Linked DNA regions of Mus musculus: region 1 is linked to region 2. A link is a contact called in public promoter capture Hi-C data. All regions are on one chromosome and are shown on one strand. Each heading gives the region's core, a stretch centred on a gene start, on an enhancer-like site or on the middle of the called end of the contact. The rest is flanking DNA. Distances are from core to core; before and after follow the strand shown. Region 1 has its middle 7.4 kb from the start of Gm41405. Region 2 holds the start of A330009N23Rik (RIKEN cDNA A330009N23 gene).

Region 1 (7,178 bases), core at 1,850-4,349, 830 kb after region 2:
GGGGATGGAGTCAAGCAGGTCAGGATCCTAGAGGAAGGAGATGATGCAGAAGCTGCGAAGGGGTGCTTCTTATTGGCTTGCTCCTCATGGCTTGCTCCTCCTGCTTTCTTATAGAACCCAGGGTCACTAGCTCAGGGATGGCACCACCCACCATGGACTGAGGCCTCCCCCATTGATCACTAATTAAGAAAATGCCCTATAGCTCAATCTTATGGAGGCATTTTATCAATTGACTCTAGTTTATGTCAAGCTGACATAATACTATCCAATACAAAAATATCCCCAGAGGAGAATACAGAAATAACAAATGAACACAAGAAAAGATGTTCAGCATCTTTAGTCACTAGGGAAATGTGTATTAGAATCACAAGGGGAGGTGGGGGCTGGAGAGATGGCTCATTCGTTAAGAGCACTTGCTGTCCCTAGTACCCACATCAGCTAGCTCATGGTCGTCTGCCATTCCAGTTTCAAGAGATCCGATGTCCTCTTTTGGCTTCTGAGAGCACTGTACATACATGATATACATACACACACAGAGGCAAAATACACTTACATATAACTTTTTAAAGATGCACTTATTTTATGTATATGAGTACACTGTAGCTGTCTCCAGACACACCAGAAGAGGGCATCAGATCCCATTACAGAGCCACCATGTGGTTGCTGGGAATTGAACTCAGGACCTCAGGAAGAGCAGCCAGTGCTCTTAACCACTGAGCCATCTCTCCAGCCCCCATAAAATAAGAATTTACTGACTCCCTTATATAGACCACAGGTCAGAATGTAAAATGGTGCAGTCACTGTGGAAAATGGCTTGGCAGTTTCTTTAAAAGCCAAATATACAACACAACAATTGTACTTCTGGGCATTTATCCTAGAAAAATAAAAACTTGTACTCACAAAAACATTCTACAAGAATGAAGGCTTTATCCTGACCAAGTAAAAACTGGAGCTAGTCCAGATGCCCTTCAGTGGGTAAACAGTTAAACAAATGGGGGGGGGGGGGTCCATCCATCCTGTGAAATACTCAACTATAAACAAACTATTGATGTTTGAGAGCCTGGGTAGATCTCCAGAGAACTAGCTGACTGAAAACAGCCAACTTCCAAAGTCTGCAAGCCATATAATTCCATGTAGGCAACATTCTTTTTTTGTTTGTTTGTTTTTGTTTTTTTCGAGACAGGGTTTCTCTGTGTAGCCCTGGCTGTCCTGGAACTCACTCTGTAGACCAGGCTGGTCTCGAACTCAGAAATCCGCCTGCCTCTGCCTCCTGAGTGCTGGGATTATAAACCCAAATGTTGAGCTCCTCATCCATGCCGATGTCGTGTGATATTGTGCTATAATTCCCCCCAGGTGTAACCATCAGGTCTGGAACTGCAGAGATGAGACAGGAGGATTAGGAGTTCAAGGCTAAGCTTAGCCTATGTAGTGAGTTCAGGCCCCTCTTGGGCTAGAGTGAAACCTATTTAAAAATAAAATAAATAAAAATTGGAGAAAAACTGGGTAAAAAAGTACATGGATCCCTGTTTTACCTCCTACAACTGCATAATTCTCTTTACAATGATGTCAAACTGCAATTTTAAACAGGATAGCAGAAACTGTTGGGAGCCGACTCTTAGCAGAAAGCGGCTATCATCTCTGCAGCCATCTTGGGCTATTTACTTACAGGTTGGAACTTTTCCACCCTGACGAGAGACTTGTTTTCCTAGCATGATGTTTTTGCAAGAAGCCCACCACACGCTGATAACATCTTGGTTTTCTCCTACACATCCTGGACCTGTGGTTACGTGTCTCCAGCTGCACTCCCTGACTTATGCTTATATGCCCATAGTTGCCTTTCAATAAAAAGACTTGAGACTTGATCAGATAGCCTGTCTTGTCTCCATTCTTCCAGTCTCTTGTTCCTCAGTCCCCACTCTCTCTCTCTCTTGCAGACACCATTGACTGACCTGCGGACCAAGAAACCGCAAGTTAAGAGCATTCGTATCAACATTCCAGAGGACCTGAGTTAGATTCCGAGCACCCACCTCAAGTGGCTCACAACTGCTTGTAACTCCAGCTCCAGAGCATCTGAGGTCCTCCATGGACACACACACACACATACACACACACACACACGGACACGGACACGGACACGGACACACACATGTGACACACACATATAAACACATATACTCATATACAAGATGGCTCAACAAAGGTGACTAGTCCCAAGTCTGACAACCTAAGCTCCCTCCAGGGACCCTCGTAGTGGATAGATTCCCAACTGCTCAAGTTTGTCCTCTGACCTCTATACATGCACCAAGGCCTATGTACACAGACACACACACACACACAAATAGATAAATGTAATTTAAAATGTTTAATAGTAAAAATGAAAATATATAAAGATTTTGTATTTATCACATACCCCCAGCTTGTGAGGCTCGAACTTACAGACTTTGTCAAACTATAACAGAATTTGTGTTTGAGACAGGATAGCTTGCTCCCTAGGCTGGCCTTGAACTGGCTATGTTACCAAGGAGGACCCAGAACCTATCCTCCTGGTTGCGCATGCTGGGGGTGGGAGGATGGGATTTTCATTCGTGTGCCACAAGATTGATTTAAAAACAAAAAACAAACAAACAAACAAAAAAACCCGACCCTTACATGAGCACGCACTCCAAAATTATTTAATTCTTCTTTGGGTAATTATGATAACAAAGAGCTCCCACGAACTTTTCTTGGGAAATTGGTGTGGGGTTGTTGGAGCGCAAGACTCGAAGGTTCTCTCCAGTCCAAGAGCTATCTGGAAATCAGAAGATCCTTCCAGCTAGGGACTGTCGGGAAGCGAAGAAAGGAGGCGCAGAAAATGTGCCCCGAATTCCAATAGACTCAATGAGACCAGGAGCCTGGAGTTGCTGAGCTGCGGCAGCGGGGGGGGGGGGGGGGCGCGGGGGGGAGCGCGGGGGGGCATTTGGATCACGGCATCCATGCGCCACCTTCTGACTACAGAGCATGCGCAGCTGAGCCGGGAGGCAACCCGCCCACCATGCACCCCGTACCCAGAGTCCCAGGACGCGGTGAGGCAAAGGGAGGGCAGGCAGAAACGCGGCTTCCCCACGCGGTTTGGGTCGGGACTGACTGAGCATGGCGCAGAGCCCAGGCTGCTCTTTAAGCAGGTGCGCCCTTCCAGCCCCGCGGCCTCACTCCAGCTCAGCTTGGGTTCAGCACCTTTCTTATCGATCATTTTGGCAGTGGCTCCCACCTGGGCACAAGCCCGTTTTCTCTTCCAGTTCCTCGTTGCCCCTCAGCGGCGCCCAGCCAAGAGTGGGGCTAGTGAGAGGTAATCCCATCACTTCCACGTGTAACCCCAGCACTTCAGACAGACAAGTAAATCTCAAGAGCTGCCTGGCCACCCAGCCTAGTCAGGCAGCTCCAGACCCTGTCTCAGGAAACAAACAAAACAAAACAAAAAGCAAGTGAATGGGCTAGAGAGATGGCTTTGCTTGGTGGTTTTGAGCACTTCTTGCTCTAGCAGAGGATCCAGGCCTTAACCCCAGCACCCACAACTTTCTATAAATCCACTTCCAGGGGATCTGCCACCCTCTTCTGACCTCCATGTGGTGAACATACATACATGCAGGCAAAATATCCCTACACACAAAATAAGTCTTTAAAAAGTGGAGGAGGCGGGCTGGAGAGATGGCTTAGCGGTTAAGAGCACCAACGGCTCTTCGGAAGGTCCTGAGTTCAAATCCCAGCAACCACATGGTCTGAAGACAGCTACAGTGTACTTACATATAATAAATAAATCTGAAAAAACAAACAAACAAACAAAAAGTGGAGGAGGGTAGCAAGTCAGGCTGTGGTTGCTCATGCCTTTAATCCCAGTACTCAAGAGACAAGGCAGGCGGATCTCTGTGAGTTTGAGGCCAGCCTGGTCTACAGAGCGAGGTCTAAGACAGCCAGGACTACACAGGGAAACCCTGTCTCAAAAAAACAAAAACACAAAAAGAGAACATTGACTCCTAGGGAACAAAATTTGAGATTGATCTCTGGCCTCCATATAAACATGCATACAGGGCTGGAGAGATGGCTCAACGGGTAAGAGCATTGACTGCCCTTCCAGAGGTCCTGAGTTCAAGTCCCAGCAACCATGTGGTGATCCACAACCATCTGTAATGAAATCTGACGCCCTTTTCTGGTTTGTCTGAAGACAACTACAGTGTACTTACATATAATAAATAAATAAATCCTTTTTTAATTACTTTTTTTGGTAAAATGCATAGAAAAAAGTAAGGTATATCAGGTGAGAATATATCTTGTGTGAAAAAACAAATTATTATTCTTTTATGAAAATACATATGTGTATATTGTATATACATACATTTGTATATTTCATTTTACTTTATGTGTATGAATATTTGCCTGCATGTGTGTTTATGCACCACATGAGTGTCTGGCTCCTGATGTAAGTCAGAAGAGCGTATCAAATCCCCTGAAACTGGAGTTACAGATGGTTGTAAACCAGTATGTGGGTGCTGTGAACCAAACCCAAGCCCTCTACAAAACCAAGCCGTCCTAACCATGGAGTCATCTCTCCAGCCATAATGTTTTGTGTACTTTAATTTTAAAACATTTAGAATCCCCAGGACAGGCTGAAAGTGTAGCTCAGTGGTAGTTCTTGTCTCATGGGTTCATGGTGCTGACTTCCACCCTGGTGCAGGGGGCAGGGCAGGGGGGACGGGGCATCAACGCAGAGTGCTCAGTTCTCTCCTTTGTTAGGTCTCATCTGGATCACATAACCTGTTCTTCCTGCTGCCTCCAGCAGCACCTGTGCTGGAACGTTCTGTAATAATGGCCTCTGTGTATTCAATAGTCACCAATCATATACAGCTTTCAATGTGGCTGCATGAACAAAGAGATGATTTTGGAATGTCATTTATTTTACATTTTAAAATGCACACCAGTAGCTAGGGGGCTAATGTTCCTCACTGTATTAAGTAGTGCAGTGCACCTCAGGCTGTAAGTGTCCGTGAGCAGAGATGGGCTTGCTCAGTATCATATCCCAGACTTAGGTCATTCCAAACTGTGTTAAGTCACCAATAAATGGGACATTTTTAGTTTTGAGTGGTTTGAGGTGTGTGTGTGTGTGTGTGTGTGTGTGTGTGTGTGTGTGTGTGTCTGTATGTGTCTGTGTGTGTGTGTGTGTGTGTGTCTGTGTGTGTGTGTGTATGTCTGTGTGTGTCTGTGTGTGTCTGTGTTTGTGTAGACCAGGCTCAGGCTGATCCTCCTGCTCTGGTACTCCTCAGTCTCTGGGATTGAAAATGTCTCACTACACACACACACACACACACACACACACACACACACACACACACACACAATATGATTTCATTTTTTTTCATTTTTATTGATTATTTTATTTATTTACATTTCAAATGTTATCCCCCTTCCCAGCTTCCCCTCCACAAATCCCCATCCCCTCCCTCTCCCCTCTGCCTCTACGAAAATGTTTGTAAAAGGCACCTGTGACCTGTAGTGTCTGTCAACTTCTATAGTACAAATACTTCCACTGTGACCAATTTTCAATTGCTTTAATTACTCTAATTGAAATTTCTGGATTTAATAGTCTTCTGAAAACGTTGCATATGCGAATGAATAAATGAATATGAGTCAGACCGCCTGCTAAGAAGGGCTCTGCAGCTAAACACCCAAGGAAAAGACACAGAACGAAAGAGAGTTAAGATGTGGACCTTAGTCGGGCATGGTGGTTCCTGCCTGCAATGCCAGCACACAGGAGGCAGGAGCAGGAAAGCTTGTGATCAGCCAGGTATATAATATAAGCAAGTTCCAGGCCATCCAAGGTTATATATTGAATCCCATACCACATTCCCATCTTCAAAAAAAGAAAGTAAACAAAATGTCACCATCAATAGGCATCTTTCTAGCTTGGATTTGTTATCTGTATTTTAAGTTTAAAAGGAAGACTGTTTTACTACTTTTTAAATTTTTTATTTATTTCAAGCCGTGTGTGGCAGTGAATGCCTTTAATCCCAGCACTAGGGAGGCAAAGGCAGGCAGATCTCTCCGTTGGAGCCCAACCTTCCCTCTCTCTCTTGTTTTTGATAGGTTGGTTGGCTGGTTGATTTTTCAAGACAGAGTTTCTCTGTGTAACTTTGGCTATCTGGATCTCGCTCTGTAGACCAGGCCGGCCTGGAACTTACAGAGATCTGCCTGCCTCGACTCCTGAGTGCTGGGATCAGAGGTGTGCCCCACCTCACCCAGCTTGGTTCTTTCCTTCCACCATGCAAGTTCCAGGGATCGAGCTCAGGTTGTGAGGTTTGGCAACAGGTGCCTTTCTTTACCATAGGAATCATTTCTTCTACCTTTGTTTTGTTGTCTTTTCCTCTTACTTTACTCTCTGTGTACCGGTGTTTTGCCTCCTTGTATGCCTGTGCACCATGGGCATGCAGTGTCCACGGAAGGCAGAAGATGGCATTGGATCTCCTGGTACTGGAGTAACAGATAGTTATGAGCTGCCAAGTGGGTAGTAGCCATCAGACCTGGGCCCTCTGGAAGAATGGCTAGTACCCATAACCACTGAGCCACATCCCCAGTCTTTACTTTGGTTTTGGTTATGGGAGACAGTGTTTCTCTGTCACCCTAATTGTCTTAGAACTTTCTCTGTTAGACCAGGCCAGCCTCCAACTCTGAGATCCCCCCCCCCTCCGCCTCTGCCTCCCCAGTGCTGGAATTAAAGGTGTTTGCCACAAAGCCAGGTTTGCTTTGTTTTCTGAGGTGGGGTCTCACTATGTAGACCAGACTGGCTTTGAACACCTACCAGTCCAACTGCCTCTGCCTTCTGAGTCAAAAGATTGCAAACATGTTCCAAATGTCAGCTTCTTCTCACCTTTATAGCTCCTCTTTGACCTGACAAGAAGAACCTAATGAGAGAGTAGTTGAATTTCCTCAAGTTGTAACATCCTACTTCTCTCTACCCGAGCTTGCAGACACCCAAAAGCCTCATAGCAGGTCTCAGCATCTGTCACTGCAACCAGAGAAAAGAATCATACATTATAAAAGCTACTGAATAAATATTAACTGTCCACAAAGGTGTACTGGGGCCACAGTGACTCATGCCCACAGCCCAAGGACTTGGAAGATAGAGTGGTTTTCTAGGTATGGATATCACC
Region 2 (6,235 bases), core at 256-2,755:
GAAGATGGACCCCTTAGCCCCTCACTCCCCGGGAGCTTCCACTGGGTGAATTCAGAGGTGTACCTCTCTCCCAGTTCCTTCTTCAGAAACCCCAACCCTCCCCTGCGCAGCCCCGGCCTCCCCCTCTCCAGTCTAGGGCTTCCTGCAGTCTGACCCACTGCTACCCTGACCTCAAAGCTTCCCCCAGTTTATTTACCACCACTCCTTATTGTGCCCCCATCTCCACGAACCACTAAGGCCATCATTCATTCCCTAACTTCATCCAATGTACGTTCACAGACTGCTTCCAGGTAGCATATAAACCCCTGCTCTCCCCAAATGTCCTGTCCCTCCCGCTGCCGTGGGCAGCTAGATTTCCCCCACTGAGCGCCCAAGTCCCCCAGAGTGTCCCAGAGCCTGGCTGATGGCTGCGCACTGTGGGCGGGGCTCCCCATAGCGGTCCCCCCCTGGAGGCGGTGCCTGCGTGTCGGGGGGCGAGGCCACTGGAGGCCGCTCCCCACGCCTCTCGGGAGTCTATAAAGCAAGGCTACACGCGGCCCGCTGGGCTGGCGTCCCAAAGCCGTCCCTAACACCATCAAGCAGAGAGAGCGCGGCCTCTGAGGGGCGCCGGACGCCGGAGCCATGACCCTCCGCCGACTCAGGAAGCTGCAGCAGAAGGAGGAGGCGACTGCCGCGCCGGACCCCGCTGGCCGGGCTCCCGACTCCGAAGCCGCTCGCGCCGCCCCGCTACCCTCCGGCCCTCCGGCTGCCGCCGCTCCGCCCGGAGCCCCCGGGGAGGAGCTGTACGCAGCACTGGAGGACTATCACCCTGCCGAGCTGTACCGCGCGCTCGCCGTGTCCGGGGGTACCCTGCCTCGCCGAAAGGTGCGTTACTTAACCTGCATCCCCAGATTCGGTACCCTGCCTTCTTCCTTCCGCAGGATACACTCACCCGCAGCAGCGCCGATGACTGCCACATTCCCCGGCCCTGCGACCCTGGGCCACCCGCCTTGCTCCGCCCAGAAGGTGCAAACCTGCCCACTCGGGTCTCAGAAGGCTGTAGCCCCCGCCATCACAACGCCCCCAGTTCGGGTGGCTCTCCGCTCCATTCCCCACACGCGGATGCCCCATCTCCTCCCACTCTCTTGCCTTAACTCCGCCCCAGCACCCCCTTTCTACAGCTTGCTCCATCTGGCTTTCTGCCGCCTCCTGCTCCGCCTGCGGGTGTCCAGAAGTCTAAAAACTCTCAGGACCCTGCCGCCCAAGCACCTTCTCAAGTTGGAGCAGGGATAGAGAAGGAACCTCACCACTTGCCTCGAACAAGTTGAGGGTCCTGGAGCCCTGGGCGGGAGAGAGATTAATGGCCCCTTAGAAGTAGTGCTGCGAATTCCCAAAAACTCCCCCTCCGCAGGAACACTCGGCTTCTTGGGCTCAGGGCCTCGTGCTTTGTACCGCATCTTAGATGCGGGATGTGAAAGCGTAGCTCTTCTAACTTCAGCCAGGACCGGACGCTGTGGGAGAGTCACAGGGCAGGAAGGATGCGGGCCGCACCCGCCCTCTGCCCTAAGTCTCCCTCTAAGTGAAACTCTTCCTCTGGCCTGAGAGAACCTGAGTCTTCAGATGCTGAGAGCCAAGACCCAGGTTAAAGAGAAAGAATGGGTAGCCCTTCCCTATGCGGCCCCCTCCTTCTCTCATGGTCCCTGGCTCCCCCTACACACAATGAACAGCTTGTTGAGAACTTGCATTTTATGAAAATCGGGTTGAAAAACAAAGGGGTCTCTCTGTACTGACCGGTCCTTCCTTCTTGGCCTATTTGGATACTGTCCCCACCCAGAGGTTAGTCTGCTTCTGGAGGAAGAGGGTCCCCTTCTCTTCCTTGCTTTAGGGTAGCTTATGGGGGTAGAGAGTGTTAACAAAAGCACAGACCAGGAAGGCCTCAGGCAGTTTGGCACTTGGGGAAAGGGTTGGTCCCAGATGAGACTTCCTCCAAGAACTAAAATCTTAGGAGGGACAGAGGTTGTTTTTAGGTTATCTGGGGTCCGGAAGAGTTCAGGACATTCTAAAAAAAAAAACAAAAAAAGCTCCCAGTTTTTCAAGCATAGTGAGACAAGTTTGATTCTGAGATTTACTTGTTTTTATTTATTCAATAATTATTTTGTTCTAGAAAAAAATTCATGGCAATATCAAGAGACTCAGGTTTGGAGGGCATACAGCCAGCTTCATCTGGAATCTACTGTCCCACCTACCCCCAAGCAACCTGTTCTTAGGAGATTTGGCACCTCTGTCACATTCAGGCTGTCATTGCCAGGCCCCTGGCTCTCTGCTCTCCTGAATACTGGGTCTGCTTGAACCATTAAATGGACAGACTCAGCTGGTGGGAATCTGTAGAGTAAGAACCCTAAGTCTATGGCTTCCTTCTTCAACTCGGGGAAGCTCCTGCCTCAGCTTTTGGGGCCCGGAAGGTCTGGACCCATCAGACATGATGCCAGTGGTGAGATTATTCTAGAGTCACAGGCTTCTCCAAGCTGGTTAGCAGAGGTGGAGTTTACTGATCTAGAACCCAGAATAGATGTGACCCTGAGGTCCCAGGGACCGTGTGAACTCTGGGAGTGATAACAGCAGCTACATTTGGCAAATAGTTAAATTAGCGCCAAAGCAGAGGTGTAGCTAGGAAGGAAAAGACAGGCAGCAGGAAGTGGGGTGCTGTGTCAGAGTTGGGCTCAGGTGAGAGTCCTTCCAGAAAGGGTTCCTCAGCATCTGCCCCAGGATAGCTCCTTGTCAGCATCTGCCCCAGGATAGCCCCTTGTCGGCATCTGCCCCAGGATAGCCCCTTGTCGGCATCTGCCCCAGGATAGCCCCTTGTCGGCATCTGCCCCAGGATAGCCCCTTGTTGGCATCTGCCCCAGGATAGCCCCTTCTCGGCATCTGCCCCAGGATAGCCCCTTGTCGGCATCTGCCCCAGGATAGCCCCTTGTCGGCATCTGCCCCAGGATAGCCCCTTGTCGGCATCTGCCCCAGGATAGCCCCTTGTCGGCATCTGCCCCAGGATAGCCCCTTGTCGGCATCTGCCCCAGGATAGCCCCTTGTCGGCATCTGCCCCAGGATAGCCCCTTCTCAGCATCTGCCCCAGGATAGCCCCTTCTCAGCATCTGCCCCAGGATAGCTCCTTGTCAGCATCTGCCCCAAGATAGCACCTTCTCAGCATCTGCCCCAGGATAGCCTTTTCATTGTCTTCTGACTGTTTTACCACCCAGGGCTCAGGATTCCGTTGGAAGAATTTCACTCAGAGTCCTGAACAGCAACGGTGAGTCACCCCCACCCAAAGTCCCTGCTGTCCAGAAAAGTGAGGTGGTGGGGGTGGGGATGGAGCATCTCAGCCCAGCCCCCTAGGAGGCATCTCCCATCCTTGAGCATGACTTCCCCACTGGGATTGAGGGGCAGGTGGGGGTGTGGGCTGTGTGAAGGGGCGGCAGAACAAGGGGGGCTCTTCTGAGTCATTAGGTGCTCCTTAACCACCCCCAATCAATGCCAGTTGTGTCTTTCTGGAAGAGCTGGATTAGTGAGAGGTGGGGGTGGGAAGGAGAAGATACCATGGAAGTCCCCTAACTCGTGCTCCTTGGCTTATTCCCTGAGCCCACCCAGCCCCGCAGGCCCAGACCATGGGCATTCTGTGACCAGATGTTTGAGTCTGATGGGTTTTATGAATCAGGCTTTTAGTCTTACATTGGTGCTATGCCATAGCTGCAGTTTGGGAAGGCTCTGAGATCTGGACAATGGACAGGCGCTCATCCTAGGACCTGGGGCTCAGGTTCCCTTTTTGCCTATGTCTCATGCCCAAGACCCTGGCTTCCCCTGACATGGTTCTGCAAACTGTGACCTCCTGGCCAGGTTGGTCTGTTTGGCCCTTTAACTAAGAATCTGATGATATATGCTCACACATACATTTGTTGTTGTTGTTGTTGTTGTTGCTGTTGTTGTTGCTGTTGTTTTGCGTTTTGAGACAGGGTCTCTCTACAGAGCCCTGGTTGTCCTGGAATTCAAGAGATCCCCCTGCCTCTGCTTTCCAGGTGCTGGGCTTAAAAAAAGGCATGCACCACCGTGCCCAGCTTATTTCAATATCTTAAAGGGTTATAAAAACAAAGAATAATATATGACAGAGGCCATACAGGGCCCACAAAACCTAAAATATTCGCTATCTGGCTCTTGCCAGTAAAAGTTCGCAGACCCTTCCAGGAACCCAGAAAGCACTGGGACAGACAGAGAACTTCCACTGCTCCTGCCCCACAACATACGGGGCTCCCAAGGAAGAGAAGTATCTTGCACAGCCTTAGGTGGCAGGGGCTGTGACTCAGGATAGAAGCTAGAGGCCTCGTCTCCAGGGCCTTTCTGAGGCTGCCAGACTCAAAGAGGCTTTCGCAGCCACTTTATTCTGCCTCTGGCTGGTGGAAAGGAAGGGGAAGGGGTGGGCAAAGGAAACTCTGGGCTCCCCCATCAGCCTAGGATCTGGAGCAGTTCCAGACCATTGTGTCCAGCAGGCTGCCTTCAGTTCGGGAAGGGGTGGCCCCAGGCTCCCCTCCCCCAGCCCTCACATCTGGTGGGCTGGCCGCACCACAGCTGGGAGGAGCAGCTGTGGTGTGGTCTGCGCCCAGCCTCGTGACTGCTCCCGGGGCTGGAGCTCTGTTTTCTCCAAAGCATCAGAGCCAGGATGCTCCAGCCTGGGGGGCCAAATTGGGGCCTTCGGTTAGTGAGTATACGGTCAGACTCAGTAGAAGTCTGGGGGTGCTGGTAGGCTCACTCCTTTCCAGAGTTCCCACCCTACCCTACACCCCACAGCCGCCCCACCTAAGAGGCTGGTTTTATTCTGTACAGCTCCTTGAGGCCAATTTCAGTTGGGTTTGGGAAGGGCATTCCAAAAATCTGTGTAGAATGAGCTGTCACAGGAGACTCTGGGTCCTTCTGGGATGTTCGAGATCAGACTTCCACTGAGCTGTGGGACTGTCAAGCTCCTGGTTTTGTTGCTGTATTTTGAGACAGGGCCTCACTATGCAGCTTGCGGCATCTTCCTGCCTCAGTCTCTCAAGTGCTCCGGTTACAGATGTGGGCCCACCATAGCCAGCTCTCCCATGCTTTTCTTAATTTTAGTGATCTTGACCCTCTGTCTGTCTTCTGCAGGAAGGTTCTAACTTTGGAGAAAGGGGACAACCAGACCTTTGGCTTCGAGATCCAGGTGTGAAAAACTGGGCAAAGAAGCGGGAGGATGGGAGGACAGTTTGGAGGATGGAGCAGGTCTGCTTGCCTCTGCCGAGTGAACGTTCGGTCTCTTGTTTACAGACATATGGCCTTCACCACCGAGAGGAGCAGCGTGTAGAGATGGTGACCTTCGTCTGCCGAGTTCATGAATCCAGCCCTGCCCAGCTGGCTGGGCTCACGCCAGGTAGGCCTTGAGCCCAGAGTGCACAGGGCTCTGGGGGAAGTGCATAACTTTACTCCTAAGCAGAGGCGTTTTCATTTTCCTCCTTCACCCTCCAACTTGGAGAAGGCCAGAAGAATTAACAGAATCCTGAGTGTGGATTTGGACACACTGGCCATTTACTGTGGGGCCGTGTGTGGTTCTTTTGCAAAACAGGGCAGGCAACAGTGTGGCGCGGTGGCGGTACCCTGAGCCCAAAGCGGAAACCCCGGAAAAGCAGTGCTGCTTGTGAGCAGCTGTTCTGCCTCCTGGCAGCTGTGCAGTCCAGCTGGGCAGAATCTGGTAGAGAAGCATTTTACCAGGTCTGCCTCAAAGCGGTCCATGAGGGCCTGTCCTTCTCCCGATGGGGCACCTGTGCTGTGTCCTTCATTGAACGATGGAGACCCGGAGATTAAGGTCCCAGTCAGCCAGCCTGAGGCTCCCATGAACCCACATCTATTCTGTCAGCACAATTGCCCCTTGGCCCTTACCTTCTTGCCCACTTACCAGCGGCACTTTGCTAGGTAGTTCCTGACTGCCCTTGATGTAGCCACAGCAAGGATCCACACGCCTTACAGATGTCAAACGAGCACCCCCAGGTGTGAGCATGAAATCTCTCGTGCCTGGAGCCTGGGCCAGCTCCCAGTTGGGCACTGTTCATCCTATATGCCTTACCTGTATCGAATGATTCTCATGACAGGTGTGAGTTAAACAGAAACAGCTAACTCCGGGAGGGGCCTGGGAACCTGGGAGGGCTCTGTGATGGGGGAGAAGAGATTCCTGGGGGTATGCATATGCCAAAACTCA

What was found. Promoter capture Hi-C pulls out the DNA fragments that hold promoters and counts their contacts.
Region 1: a contact with region 2 is called in a promoter capture Hi-C map of embryonic stem cells. The contact joins the enhancer-like site here to the promoter of A330009N23Rik in region 2. A contact is called at or near these places in 6 of 39 promoter capture datasets (the C10 cell line, the HPC-7 cell line, HPC-7-derived erythroid cells and 4 more), 1 of 15 datasets of contacts at CTCF or cohesin (the NIH/3T3 cell line), 8 of 484 Hi-C or Micro-C datasets (embryonic fibroblasts, embryonic stem cells, frontal cortex and 2 more), 8 of 115 datasets of contacts at active chromatin or transcription factors (astrocytes, differentiating embryonic stem cells, embryonic basal ganglia and 4 more) and 1 of 9 other capture datasets (liver).

What each region holds. Positions count from the first base shown.
Region 1 is chr15:102,049,137-102,056,314 of GRCm38.p6, forward strand. No RefSeq gene overlaps it. Among named protein-coding and RNA genes, the nearest start is that of Gm41405, 7.4 kb to the left of the region's middle. Within about 2 kb of position 3,100, at least 147 of the 459 cell types and tissues checked have an H3K27ac peak or open chromatin away from gene starts, as enhancers often do. A contact at or near this core is called in astrocytes, differentiating embryonic stem cells, embryonic basal ganglia and 6 more, where this site is marked.
Region 2 is chr15:101,223,681-101,229,915 of GRCm38.p6, forward strand. It overlaps A330009N23Rik (RIKEN cDNA A330009N23 gene), which reads right to left and starts at 1,506. Exons shown (of 3, transcript NR_045328.1): 1 at 1,294-1,506. It overlaps Grasp (GRP1 (general receptor for phosphoinositides 1)-associated scaffold protein), which reads left to right and starts at 527. Exons shown (of 8, transcript NM_019518.3): 1 at 527-864; 2 at 3,234-3,283; 3 at 5,152-5,206; 4 at 5,311-5,413. The coding sequence starts at 622.